Linked DNA regions of Mus musculus: region 1 is linked to region 2. The links are chromatin contacts, called in public Hi-C maps. All regions are on one chromosome and are shown on one strand. Each heading gives the region's core, a stretch centred on a gene start, on an enhancer-like site or on the middle of the called end of the contact. The rest is flanking DNA. Distances are from core to core; before and after follow the strand shown.

The links. A called contact is a pair of places that touch in the nucleus more often than the background predicts.
Region 1: a Hi-C map of cortical neurons shows a contact between it and region 2, with 2.0 times the contacts expected there. The contact joins two enhancer-like sites. A contact is called at or near these places in 1 of 15 datasets of contacts at CTCF or cohesin (the NIH/3T3 cell line), 1 of 484 Hi-C or Micro-C datasets (cortical neurons) and 2 of 115 datasets of contacts at active chromatin or transcription factors (the NIH/3T3 cell line and astrocytes).

Annotation. Positions count from the first base shown.
Region 1 is chr13:97,666,573-97,670,337 of GRCm38.p6, forward strand. No RefSeq gene overlaps it. Among named protein-coding and RNA genes, the nearest start is that of Gm34087, 46 kb to the left of the region's middle. Within about 2 kb of position 2,484, at least 28 of the 459 cell types and tissues checked have an H3K27ac peak or open chromatin away from gene starts, as enhancers often do. A contact at or near this core is called in cortical neurons, where this site is marked.
Region 2 is chr13:97,389,320-97,392,737 of GRCm38.p6, forward strand. No RefSeq gene overlaps it. Among named protein-coding and RNA genes, the nearest start is that of Gm33447, 15 kb to the left of the region's middle. Within about 2 kb of position 1,257, at least 96 of the 459 cell types and tissues checked have an H3K27ac peak or open chromatin away from gene starts, as enhancers often do. A contact at or near this core is called in cortical neurons, where this site is marked.

The sequences.
Region 1 (3,765 bases), core at 1,234-3,733, 280 kb after region 2:
TATTTCAAGTATCTGAGTTTGGAGGATAATTTGTTTTGCAGTGATAGTCACTGTCAATAACTTTTAGTGACACCCAAGGATGGGTTGTGATTTTTTGGTTTTGGGACAATACCCCTTGAAAGGGCTTTTGGACACATCTTTTCCTGAATGTACAGTGCTGCTCTTGTCTAGTCGTTAACAAAGAAACTTTTGAAAATTGTTTCTGAATGTCACTGGCCAAGGATTCCTCAGCAGAAAGACAGAGGCTTTAAGTCATCTGCAACTTTAGCCTTAAGCTCCATTTTATGGTCTGAGTAACTCCAGTTGAAAAAAATGGAGAAAAACAATCAATGCCAAGTCGCATGATTCAGCAAAATGGAGTGTTTTGAACCAAGCAGGAGTAAGACATTTCTGAATAACAGTTATCCGGAGCTATGCCAGGTGTGGATTTCCAAACCCTGGAGTGCTGCATGCTTGCTTTCAGTCTCTGGACGCCTTCTCGTCTCCACCCACATTCACTACCTGAGTGATATCAGCCAGTCTCATGGCTTAACATCATCCACATGTTGATAGAGCCTAAAATATGTCTCATGCCTATGCCTTTGCCTTGAACTCCAGACTTTTCTCTACATCTGCCTACTCAACATCTCCATGAGGATGGCTAATGTAGGTATCTTAAACTTAACATGTCAATATTCAAACCTTCGCTTCCCTTCTATTCTTCAAACTTAAAAAAAAAAAAAAAACTCAAGCCAAAAAAAAAAAAATCTTGGAGTTGTTCATGACTCGTCCTGTTCTTTCTTGATTTATATTTAAGCCCATTAGCAAATCCCTTTAAAGTTCTTCCTTTGAAATAGCCCAGGATCTGGCTGCTTCTCACAACTGTCATGTGAATCTTCATCATCCTTCCTAGGCGGCGTTGCTATAGCAATCGTCAGATCCTTTCATTTTTACTCACAGTACTGCAGCGGTACTCAGACTAGAAGCTCCAGGTGGTAGAAGGAGCATGCTGCTTTGGGTGCCCTTCCCTCTCAGTGCTCCTTTCTCCCGTCTCCAGTCACACTGGCCTTTTCCTTCCATACGTCTGGAGCAGGGCCCTCTTGTGATGAGTTTCCATGACTGTTCATGGCATTTTTAATTCAAATATTGCACAAGTCATTCATTCTATTCTTTAGATCTTTGCTCAGATATTGGAGGAGCACCATGACCTTGCTTTTAGAACCCTCTATTCCCCTTTCCTGTTTTAGAGTCAGAACCTCATGATATAGCTCAGCCTGGCCTCCTGTTTGTGTTCCTCCAGCTTTTGTTAGCCATGGCCTTGAATTATAGGCATGCACCACAATTCCCAGTCCCGTTTCGTTTCCATCTACATTATTTTTTTTCTCCCTATGACCTACCATCTATTTTACACTGAAATACAACACAATAGTGTGAACTCCATTGGGCAGACATTTTGTTTCCATGGTGCCCAGAACAGCCCAGGGATCAGGCTAGACATTGCTAATTAGTTGTGGATGAACAAAGGAAGTTCTTAACCTACCAGCCTCTTTTTCATTTTCTGTTCTCATTATATAGGTATCCATGTGGTAGTTTCCTGAGAACCTGAACTCAAAAGAATCCACATAAAGACAGATGGGGGATTGTCTTGTGAGTAAAGACCTACTGTGTAAGAAGGATAAGGAACAAAGTTTGGATTCTCAGCACCAAAGGAAACCCAGGGTGGGTGTGGAGGCCCACCTGTGATCCTAACCCTGGAAGATGGAAACTGAAGCTCCCCAGAGCAAGCTAACTAGCTAGGTTAACAGAATTGGCGAGCTATGGGTGCAGATGAGAGGCCTTGAATCAATACATAAGGTGGGGAGGGATTGAGGAAGACATCAGACGCCAACTTTGGCCTCTAAACACTGGCATACACATTTTCACATGCACCTTACAAACACATGCATTCATACACATGTGAACATGCAGACATACATACATATTCCACATGCATATCCATGCTGAAGTAAAAACAACAACAACAAAAAAACCAAACACCCCCCCAAAAAAAACCCTGGTCTTAAGGAAAAGGTACTCTTTCTCTCTAATACACAATTGTGTGAAGTCTGATCTTAATATACTGATATTAATTTAAGCATAGCAGGAAAATGTTTGGGAGGTTCTGTAGTGTGAAATAATTAGAATATTAAATCCCACAGGGGTCTACTCCATAATTAATAAGGGCAAGGTTTCTAAATGCAGGAGGCATGCATATGCATGTTTTAAGTGAGTTAAAGGAACAATAGACTTAAGAGCAAGGTTTTAGAATATTCTCTCAGATCTTGCTCATCTGTAGACATAGAAAGTCACACAGTGCCTTGTCATTAGCAAGTGGCTTTCTTCCTAGACAAGAACGTTTATAAATAACACGAGAATTGATTATCAAAAGACCTGCCCCAGCACTGGAAAGAAATGCTTGAGCAGAGAGGAGCCAGGATTCATGAATATACTGGCTCACATTCTTTTCTGCTGGCATGCTTGAGAGGAGGAGCTAAGGCCTTGCTTGCTGAATTAGGGCGAGTTGGCAATGAGAACTCAGAACGCTTTGGCATTTGCTAGTTTGAAGCTTAACCTTCTGAATAGTTGAGTGTAATTACATGTGGTTTCTTAAAAGAGGCTCGAACAAAGCAAATCATTTCAGGAATGTCCTAAAAGACATATTTAGAGGAGCTATGCTTTGGTCCCTGTAGACCTGACTATACCTGTAAACAGACTTCTTCCTCTTGAACTGATGGAATGTTCAACGGCACAAAAGACAGTAATCTTTTCAACTCAAATTCCTCCTGATGCATGGTATCCAACCCACCTAAAATGTTCCTTGCCTGTAATTCTTTAACATATGCAACCTGATCTTATGTACCAAGCCGGGGAAATGAGCAAGGGAGCGTTAACCCAGTGAGGGCCAGTGGAACGGAGCAGTGAACAAAACTTGTGAAAGAGATTTTAATAAAAGAAGATACAGTTACCTAGTGTTTCATTTCAGTATTCACCTGGCAAAAGGCCAGTCTGGGCGTTTAGAAACATACAGGCTTTGTTTCTTAGAAGCCTTTGCAATCTACTCTGTATTGAGTAATTTTTGTGTGTTAGGCAAAGTGCATTACAAATCCTTCGACAAGCTCCATGCGACGAGTACCATCATCATACCTGTTTTGCGTGGGGGTACAGGAGGAAAAGAGAGCCTAGGATACTCTGATGTTCCCCATCAATTGTGGAGCTTGGTCCATATGCTGGTCTTCTGAGAGTCTGTACTCTCAAACACAACAGTCGCTTGAGTCCCAACAAGCTCCATTCAGCACACCACACCCCCTAGTTATCCCTGATAATTACAATTCAGTGACTAATGGCATTCTCTGTAGCCTCCTCTCTCCCAGGAGTATCAGGATGGAGCCAATTCCGCAAGGTCCCTCCGCCTTGAGGTAGTCTGTGGTCACCCTCCAAATGTATTTGCTTTCTGATTCCTTAAGCCTAATGGCACAAAATGCACCGCATGACCATTGTCCTTTATCAGGCCAGTGCATGACTTTGGTAGGTGGGACTGGAGCCAACACTTGTTAGAGGCTGAAATGGCTTTGGTAAAGTGCTTCTAAGGATAAGATGAAATCTTTAAGGATTTGTTCTATTATTTTATGTTCCCAAGGCACAGTGCTGTGGTTTCCTGTATCTTGTCACTTCTAAAGACATCTCTCATTCTACTCTATTGTGATCCCACAGGGTTATTAAGTGGTTCTAAGGGAGAAGAGTGCTGGG
Region 2 (3,418 bases), core at 7-2,506:
TCCATACGGCCAGGGAATGCTGAATCTTCAGTGCCAGCAAGCCAGCGTTTATGGAATGCCTGACATGCGGCTGACTTTTTATTAGGTCAAGTTTTCATACAAACCTGATGCTATGAGTGGCATCTTCTTATCTTCCAGATTAGGGAGCCAAGACAGTTGTCTTGGGCACACCCATCAGTCTGCAGTAAGATGCCATCCAGGCTAACCATAGCATTTGATAGTTTGAGTCTTAGAAACTTTCCTAGGCTGAGATGAAGCTGAAATGATTTTTTTTTCCAGGTTAGGTTGGCAAGTGTTAGGCTAGGCTCTTTTCATATTAGACAAGCTAACCATCATGTAATATTTGAAAGGAAGAGAACTAATTCTAATTCAGTTTAACATGTAATTCACAATTTTTATTTGTTTTTTTTCCCATCCATGGAATCCTGCCACCCTGACAATGCTTTTACAACTCTCCTTGTAGCACCTGACTCTCAATTTCATGCCCTTTAAAAATAATCTTAACATTTATATTAAAGACACTTACATTATTCACTTAAGTAGACCACAGCTTCTACGATAAATGTCTATGCATTTCTTTTTCTAAGTTATTATCTTAACTTTAAAATCCACCTTTAGTAAATATGCAGAATAATGGATATCTTTATATTAGTTTCACACTGGTGTATCAGCTGCATTTTGTTTATTCAATAAATTTCAAGATGGAAAACAGAAAAAGAAATAATTTGGGGGCTGGTGAGATGGCTCAGCGGGTAAGAGCACCCGACTGCTCTTCCGAAGGTCCGGAGTTCAAATCCCAGCAACCACATGGTGGCTCACAACCACCCGTAATGAGATCTGGCTTCCTCTTCTGGACTGTCGGAAGACAGCTACAGTGTACTTACATATAATAAATAAATAAATAAATTTTAAAAAAAAAAGATGTTTGGGTTTTTTTAAAAAAAAAAAAAAAAGAAAGAAATAATTTGGAACAAAGTTGGGTAAAGCATCTTTACTGCTAGGTGCTATTCTTATAGGATCGATTATAATGTAGCTAAGTAAATATTTGTACCTATTGCAAATATATATATTTCAGAATACTTTGCCAAAGGAAAGCAATTTCTGTGTATATTACAGAAGGCCCCTTTGTTACTATCTCTATTTAAATCCTATGATGTCATTCCTTGTCCTGCTGTGCATCATCGTTTCCATAGTAACAAGGCAGCAGTGGGAGGGGACAGCCATTGGCTTTTAGGATGGCGGGAATGCATGGAAAGTTCCACCTTCCCTAGCAATGTGCAGATTACTTCAGCGTGTGATAAACAACGCAGAAAGTGACACTGTTCCAGGAAGCAGCTTGTTTGGCTTTCGGAATGTGTCTACTTTCCTGACAGCTTTTCTTCATCTTGTGCTGTCTTTCTTGCCTGCCCTCCTCCCCCAAGACCAAAATAAAATCATTAAAAAACAAAACTCCTGCCTGACGTTCCATGTGACTCAGTGACAGCTGTAGGAGTTTGTGCTGCCAGAGATAGTCCTGGGCAGAGCGCTTGCACAGGCTTAACTGCAAAGTGAATTCGACGCTAGATCTAGTCAATGAGAGCTGTCGGGATGTGACTGAGGAGGGAGGCGTCTCTTTGGAATTGAAAGTCACCTCTCTCTCTCTCTCTCTCTCTCTCTCTCTCTCTCTCTCTCTGTGTGTGTGTGTTCACTTAGGCATTGTTAGAATATTGTAACATACTTAGATACTTGATGTTTTCCATAGATGATCTTAACTCTGAGAAATATGCCATCCTTTCTGGGACACCAAGAAAAGGTTTTCAGATATGCACTCCTACCTTTATGTATTTTCAAAATCAAGTTCTTTAAAAATTTTTATGATTTTATGTTATATGTATGGGCATTTTGCCTACTTCTGTATCTGTGCACCATGTGTGTGCCTAGTGCCTGCAGTAGCCGGAACAGCATTTTCTCTGGACCTGGACCTGCAGTAGGTGTGAGACCCCACATAGCTGCTGGGAATCCAAACCCGGGCCTCTGGAAAAGCACAGTGCTCTTTACTAATGAGTCGTCTCTACGGCCCTGAGCTAGTCATTAATTAAAAACCACTTTTTGTTAATCACTTAAGTATCTTGTACAATATATTGATCATGTTCACCCTCTTCCTCCCAGGTCATCTTCTCTACCCAGATAGCTCCATGTCCTGGTTTTGTTTTTAAAGAGGTATTCTTTTTGAGGTAGTCATTAGAATTAAAAGAACACTGTGGGTATATATATATATGTATATATATATATATATATATGTATATACATATATATATATGTGTGTGTGTATGTGTGTGTGTGTATTTTTTTTGAAAAGAGGAGAGCTGTGTTAAGTATTCATTCTTTGCACACTATGCACATAGTTAGCAATTGGAATAAATGCAAGTGCAGAAACTGTGTTCCTGTAAACCTGAGGAAATATCTGCCTCCCCTCACTTTGAGGCCACATGTGATTGCTCTTCCTAGCCAACCATTGATATTGTCATGGGCATTGTTCTTAGACATTTACCCTCTATGTTCAACTTTGTTGGTCAATGTCAGTAGATCACAGATCAACATTTCAACAGTGATGTGCACCTTCTATGCAGTATGCTGACTACTGAGACAAGAGCTTGGGGTGGGGGGAAGCAGGAGACTCTACAGTTTATCATGCAGCCCTCCCCTAAGCTATGTTAGTACCCTCCTTCCATGGAGGATCTTCAGGCCACCTTCCTCAGGTATCACACCCTGACGTGGGAATTCTTTTCATAAGGTCCGGAGCATCACTTCAGCGGTTCTCCTGCTTCTGATGTATTTACTAAAGCTCAGTGACCCACAGATCTCAAGTTTTCCAGACTCCTCCATAAGAGCAGCCCAGGTAAAAGTTCAGAGCCCCCAGATTCATTTCTGGAGGCAAGATATGACAACTTGAATTTTCAATAGGTTCTTCCATTAATACTGTTATTCCTAATAATCACTGCCTTTTAAATTCATTTATTTATTTATTTATTTATTTATTTATTTATTTATTTAAGATCCTGTCTTACTACATCATCCTTGCTGGTTTGAAATTCATCATGTAGGCAGCTTCAGAGGTTTAGTCACTTATCATCCTACAAGGAGGCATGGCAGCAGGCAGGCAGACATGGTGCTGGAGACAGAGCTGAGAGTTCTACATCTTGATTAGAAGGTAGGCCAGGAAAAGCTGAACTCACAGAGATCTACCTGCCTCTGCCTTCCAAATGCTGGGGATTAAATGTGTACACCCCCCTCCCCCCAACCCATGCTCACTGCCTTTTGAGAAGCCTACCCTAGGGGTCACTGAGGTGCTCAGTGGACAAGGGTTCTGGCCATCAAGGCTGGTGACCTGAGTTCTAACTCAAGAACTCACATGGTGGAGAGAGAAAACTGACTCCAG